Linked DNA regions of Mus musculus: region 2 is linked to region 1. Evidence: chromatin contacts called from public Hi-C data. All regions are on one chromosome and are shown on one strand. The core of a region is the stretch at or near the end of the contact, and the rest is flanking DNA. Distances in the headings are between cores, read along the strand shown.

The links. A called contact is a pair of places that touch in the nucleus more often than the background predicts.
Region 2: a contact with region 1 is called in a Hi-C map of the N1E-115 cell line, with 2.6 times the contacts expected there. The contact joins two enhancer-like sites. A contact is called at or near these places in 1 of 39 promoter capture datasets (stem cell-derived epiblast-like cells), 3 of 484 Hi-C or Micro-C datasets (the N1E-115 cell line, bone marrow-derived macrophages and nephron progenitors) and 1 of 115 datasets of contacts at active chromatin or transcription factors (embryonic stem cells).

Annotation. Positions count from the first base shown.
Region 1 is chr3:103,463,673-103,466,733 of GRCm38.p6, reverse strand. No RefSeq gene overlaps it. Among named protein-coding and RNA genes, the nearest start is that of Gm25199, 19 kb to the right of the region's middle. Within about 2 kb of position 1,438, at least 32 of the 459 cell types and tissues checked have an H3K27ac peak or open chromatin away from gene starts, as enhancers often do. A contact at or near this core is called in the N1E-115 cell line, where this site is marked.
Region 2 is chr3:103,682,411-103,685,471 of GRCm38.p6, reverse strand. No RefSeq gene overlaps it. Among named protein-coding and RNA genes, the nearest start is that of Olfml3, 54 kb to the left of the region's middle. Within about 2 kb of position 1,546, at least 88 of the 459 cell types and tissues checked have an H3K27ac peak or open chromatin away from gene starts, as enhancers often do. A contact at or near this core is called in the N1E-115 cell line, where this site is marked.

The DNA.
Region 1 (3,061 bases), core at 189-2,688:
TTTGAAGGAAAGAAGCTATATAGATGGATGCAGTCTATACCCACTAAAGCAAACGGCAGGTGAGTGTCTGTTAACGTTTCCAGTATGTGTTATTTTTTTGCTGCTTGTTCCTCTCATAGCAACTTCCCTTTGCCCGTCCTATCCTGACAGCCCTCTCCTTCATCTTCAACATCCCACATACATTTCAAGATTTAGCAATGTTGACGTTTTCACAGTGATTATAAGGTTGCTATTCTTGCCTCTCTCCATCACTTACCCATTTTGCTTGCTTGTTTTGTTTTTGTTTTCCGTGCCCTCCCAGACCTCTCCTTGAACAGATTGCTTTCTATTACCACAGTCTTAACACTCCACTCTGAGCCAAATGGTCCTCTGCCGTCTTTTTAGCATCTTCTATTCATCAGTGGGAGTTGTAATTACAAACACTCCAACTGTTGCTTAAATATTTGTCCCTTTCCCACACAGCAGCTGATTTCAAAGGCAGGAAGTCCTCACAAATGAGCACTGTGTTTATGTATCACTGTGGTTGTGTCTTTGTGCTGAGCCTGAGGAGAAGAGATTTCCCATCCCCCTTCATTCTCTACCTGCCCCCCTCACCCACTCCAGCCTGGCCCACCAATTAGAATGCCTCACTATGTCTGAAGAGCCAACAGAAAATCTCCACTTTCAAGCATTTCAGAAGCAAGCACCTGTGCGGAGTGGAGATCTCTCTGTAACCGAAAGTGTAAAAAGCTTTGAGTCTTTAGCTGAAGAAAGAATTTGTTAGAGAGAGGACTTCACACTGTAAGTTTTACCTTCAGTTTGGTGAAGGCATGGAGGGCAATCTTGTTGTTCTAGACAACACAAACTCTGTTAATAGGAGTGTGAAGAGGGCAAACCAGAGGGAGTCCACAGCCACCCAAGGCAGCATGTCTGAGATGTTTCTGTCTCTCCCTGGTAAAGCTCCTTGCTACCATCACCAGGAGGGACGTGCTACCTTTTAACACTGGCTCAGTCACAGAGCCAAACCTAAAGAACATCTAAGGCAGTCTGGGGTTTTTGGTTTCTTTCATTAGATTTTGTGAACTACTGAGGGCCAACAGGGACAGACACAAGGAAAATGTCAGAAATAATATTTTTCCAGGCCAGGCATGCAGAGTGCAGGGTCTTTCCCCAATCAGCACTGTGGCAGTCCATCGGTCAGCCCCTTCACATGCCATCTGCAGTGATCACATGCTAACCCCAGGGTAAGTCCAGCTTTAGAGCCCCTTGTCTGGGTGTCTCACTGCCTGGCTTCCAGCCTGCGTCTCCTCTGAGACCAGACAGCTTCAAGATGAGGATGGCTTGTTCACACAACTGTCACTTACTCAGCAAACATTTCCAGGCTCTCATTTCGATGCCAGGCATAGAGGTCAAAGGGCGGCGTGGCAGCAGCAGCAGCTCTACTTTCAGGTTTGTGTCCACTGGTCAGGGAAGCAGATGAGCAAACTATCAACCCTGCCAGACTATCAAGGGCGGAGACGGGCCATAGACAGAAAGCATTATCTACCTGAGACTGAGGGGTCAGGAGGAACTCCTAGAGCCTGACATGCTGGAGATGAGATGTGCAAAGGAGTGTGATTACTAGAGTCTTGAGCAGAAAGAGAGAAAAGGTCAAGGCAGGGACTGCATATGAAAAAGTGAGGGCAGTTAAATAGCTCACTCCTCCTCAGATCTCCAGCGACCCTGTCTGGTGGGAACTACGGGTATAAAGATGACTCTCGGCAGAAGAGGCGGGAAGGGGTCAGAAGGCAGTCTCAGGAAGGGAGGTGTGTACTGAGTGAGGCTGTAAACTTTATCCTGACAGAGTCCTGGAGCCAGTGAAGAATTTTAAACAGGGGGTTGACACAATCAGATTAGTGATTTCAAAACCCTGGTAGCAATGTTTAAATAATGGGGGAGGGGAGCAAGAAAAGGACAGGACTTGGTCTGGGACTTGCTGTAATAATAATAGAATAACAGAAAATGGCAAAGGATAAGGTTAGGCAGGTACCCATCAACTTTGTTATTTGCATAGCAGAGTTAAAGAAAGGATAAAGAGAGGGAAAACTTGGAACAACCACAGCGTTGTGGCTGAGACAATCAGTTTACAGCAATAGCTAATGTAACTGCGTAGTATGTAAATTATGTATTTTTTTCCTTTGTGGTTTCTCGTTTTCTCATTAACCTCTTTCTTGTCAGGGCCTATTATGTGCCAGGCATAGTTTTAGATACTGAAGACGATGAGAACAGAGTGTAGAACTAATCAGACGATTTTAGGGCAGAGACCTCCCCAGCCCCTGCAACAACAACAACAAACCCACAAGCAATTATGATCTTGTTCTTGGCCAGAAGTAGGCAGATTGGCTCAAAGCCCAACTCTCAGATGATCTACAGTCTCACTCTTGAGAGAGTAAGGTTAGGAAGCTAACAGGAACTAGGAGACTCGGAGGCCATTGAGGACACACTCCAACCTCATAGTCAGACTTTGGTCCCCGGCTTCTGCCACCTTGGCAACACTAGAAAGAGAAGCATCCATTTTGCCCCCTCCTTAAGATTTAAAACACCCCGTGAAAAGGTGAAGGTGGAGCCCACTAAGGAAAAGCTACTTCTTCTGCTTCCTAGGACAACATCTGACTTCTAACTCTGCTCCCAGCCATGCGGTTCTTCTCCTTCTTCTCCGCTCCAAAGATTGCATAACAGATTGCTGTCTCCTTCCTCCCTTAAGACTTAATGCAGCTGAGCCTGTCAGTCTCCTGTCCAAGAGATAACCTCTCACAAAGGCTCCTTGACTTAAAGATATGCTAAGGAGGTGGGAGGAATAATTACAAGCCCCTTAATGAGAGCAGTTAAACAGAAAAAGACGACGGGAAACCTTTATTAATCTGGCATTCATTTAATGAACAGAGCATACTCAAGGAAAGCCCACTGTTGTGTTTTATTTAAAAAGATAAGAGAAAAACAGGGTTGTGTTTGGTGGAGGCATGGTATGGTGTGGAGAAGGGGGTGCCTCTGCTGGCCCTTGCTGAGGTATCCCTTCCCTCTGAGGGACCAGCTACAAGATAGT
Region 2 (3,061 bases), core at 297-2,796, 220 kb before region 1:
CTATACTGAATCATGTCCTCTCTCCAAGAGTGTCACCCACCTAAGGCCAACTGCAGCTTCAAGGGAAGAGCCAGGAGTCATACATGGGATGCTACCATCTTCTTAGTTTCAGAATACCGGTCTTCTGTTTCTATGTGATTTTGGAAAGATTCTATAGCAACAAGTGAGGCCAAGCCCTTCAAAACTGGAAAATAATGTGATGGGCCACACTCTGTGCCATCTGCAGCTCCTGTAATCCCCAGGTGGGGTGGGAGAGGGGAGGGTGGGGAGGGGGTTGGGGTGGAGGGTGTGAGTGTGGGGTGGGATGAGGTGAGGTGAGGATGGGGGTGTGGCTGGGGTGGGGTGAAGTAAATTTAAACATCAAACTCATTCTCTAAAGAGCAATTTTAGTTCAACAACATAAACAAATCTAGTGCAACAAGAACACAGGCAGATCTTAGAGTAAGCTGAAAAGATGGTCTTAGGGTATTTTTAGTATAGAATACTGATGGACTAGAAGCAGCTGAAGCAGGAAGGCAATTGCTAGCTCATGGTGTGAGAACATCAGAGGCTGGGCCTAGGGACTGTGCTGGTGTTAGTTTCTCCAGAACTGGTTTCTCTTAGGGTCATAAAATGGTTGCAGCATCTACAAAGGTAATTGCAGCACCTGTGATGTTCTTTTGACAAATGCCTTGTCCCCAGGGGGCTTTGCTGTCTCTTGGAAACCTTTCCTTCTATGACCACTCAGTTATCAGACACCGTAAACTGCTTGCTCAGGTCTGTTTGTGCACAAATCAGCCAATGCAGAGTCCATGTTCCAAAATACTTTTTTAAAAATCAGGCTTTCACACCTTGGACCTCCCTCCACCTGCTCTAATCTCCTCACGGTCAGCCAGGAGGCAACTGGGAACAGTGTCTAGGCTCCAGCTTAAGCTGAAATGTAGTTAATTCTACACCTGGTTACTCAATGGGTCCATACTGCAGAGGACTTTAGGGGGACTCCCCTCTGTTCCTACCTATTCCTGAATGCCCATAGGTGTCCCCATGTGGCTCTGGATAGTGTGGCAGATTGCTTTTTTCTTGAAAACTGAGAACAAACTATTTTTTCCAAAGCCAACTGTACTTGAATAATAATAAAGGCTAAGTTTCCAAACAGTACAAAGCCATGAATGGGTACCTAACAAGATTACATCTGCTTTCTGAAGACATTGGGCTGAAGGTATGGGATGTCAGGTAGACAGCTGTATTTCTGTCCTAAGCCCTAAAAGACTACAAGTTAAGAGGAAAGAGAAAACTTTCCCGGATGCGTGTGCTTCCCACGAGAGCTGAGGATCCCAGCTGGACTTGACGTTGCTCGGTAGGGATGGCTAACAGGTGTACTTGATGTGAAGAGAGTGCCTGACTTGGCCAGAGAATTTGATTTGGTTCTTGGCTCTTAATCACTTCCCTTGGGAATGGGAGCAGACTTGGGAAGAAGTCCTCTCATCAAATGAACCAGCCTGGCTGTGTGCAGCACTCTGATCCCTCCCCTCCTAGGAGTCTTGGTTGCAGAAACAAGATGCTGTGACAAGAACAGTGGCTCATAAGATCTATTTCTGCCCTCTGCTAGTGACTCATTGGATGACTCAAGGTGAATCTACCAATCTCCGAGTGCCACCCCCATCCCTGGGGAACAGACCATGGCAGAGTCGACCCCCACCCCCACCCCGACACACACCAAGGTCAGCTGTCTATAGGGGCTGGGCAAAGACCACCAGCTGCGTTCCCTGCGGCTCAGCCCCTCCTGGCCTTTCTGGCTCGTCCTCTCCTCCCACTCTCCAGCTTTATTCCCTGCCTTTCCCTTTCCCGAACAGCACCGCTCCTAAGTAACCCAGACAGGTGTCCTGGGATGGCTCTGCAAACTCTGCAGGCTCCCCCTGATCTGCGGGGGAGCAAGCCGGTGATTGCTTGCTATTAGCAACTCGGTTTGCAGGATAAATAATGTGAACCTGAGTGCTGGCCCCCGTGGGATAGGGCAGATTTCCATTTTGCATCGGGTCAGCTTCCGAAGCGCTGGGGCTTTGAGTGTTAATCGTTGGTTCTCTCCAGGCACCCCTCCCCGGGCTTTACAACGCTCCAGTCCTGGTGGGACTTTACATTAGAATCCGACCGAGAAACTATTGCCCTTTTCATTGTTTTCCTTGCAAATTAGTTTTCTAGATTTAATGGCTCTGGTTGCTGAGCAGATTGAAGAAATTGGGGCGGATGGTGAGGTGGGGTGAGCTGGGGAGCCCATTACAGGCGCTTGGCTATTGGCTAGGCCCAGAACTTTGAGGCTTTGAGATTTAGGTAGATTAATTCTCACGGGGGGGGGGGGGGGAGAAGGGGGTGTCTGTGAAGTGGGAGTGAGCTTTCTCTTTCCCTGGAAGGAATTTTATTTGTTGTTATTGTGTGTTTAAAAAAATTTTTTTTAGAGAACTGTGGTGTCACAATATAATAGATTGCAAAGGTTCTCTATGGGATGTGGGGGTGTGTTGTATTGCTCAGTTGTGGGCAGATCTTGTTATAGTCAGACATGGGGATTGAACATTGCAGAAGATGGCTTCATTAGTGCTGTACAGCAAAAGAGTAAAAGCAAAATAAGAAGGGAAAAACCCAAACCTGGGATGCCCTGGTCTGGAAATGTGGGCTTGAGTACATTCTGGGTGGGCAGACAGGGACAAGATGCATTTGCATTTCCAGGAAACCAGGGCCAGGCTGAGCTGGGCTGCGCTGCACTGCATTTGACACTGGAGGAGGTCAGCGGGCCTGTGTGAAGGATGGCAGGAGCTGGTAACCTGGCTGATTCATCTCTGAGTTTAGGAAGTGTTAGTCATTTGTGCAGTGAGTTGAGACCAAACAGTGCCTCACAGGCTGGAAAACAAGGCTGAGTGGGAGTTCCCACAAGGGGCTGAGCTTCACAGTAGGAAGATGGACGCGCATGTTGGGATGTGCAGCAAGAAAAACAACTATTAGTGAAGGAGAACTTGTGGAGAGGGAGACTGTGCCAAGGGAGCGGCATCATTAGCCTTCTGCTTCAGGTGGAAGCCTTTTTGGGCTAACA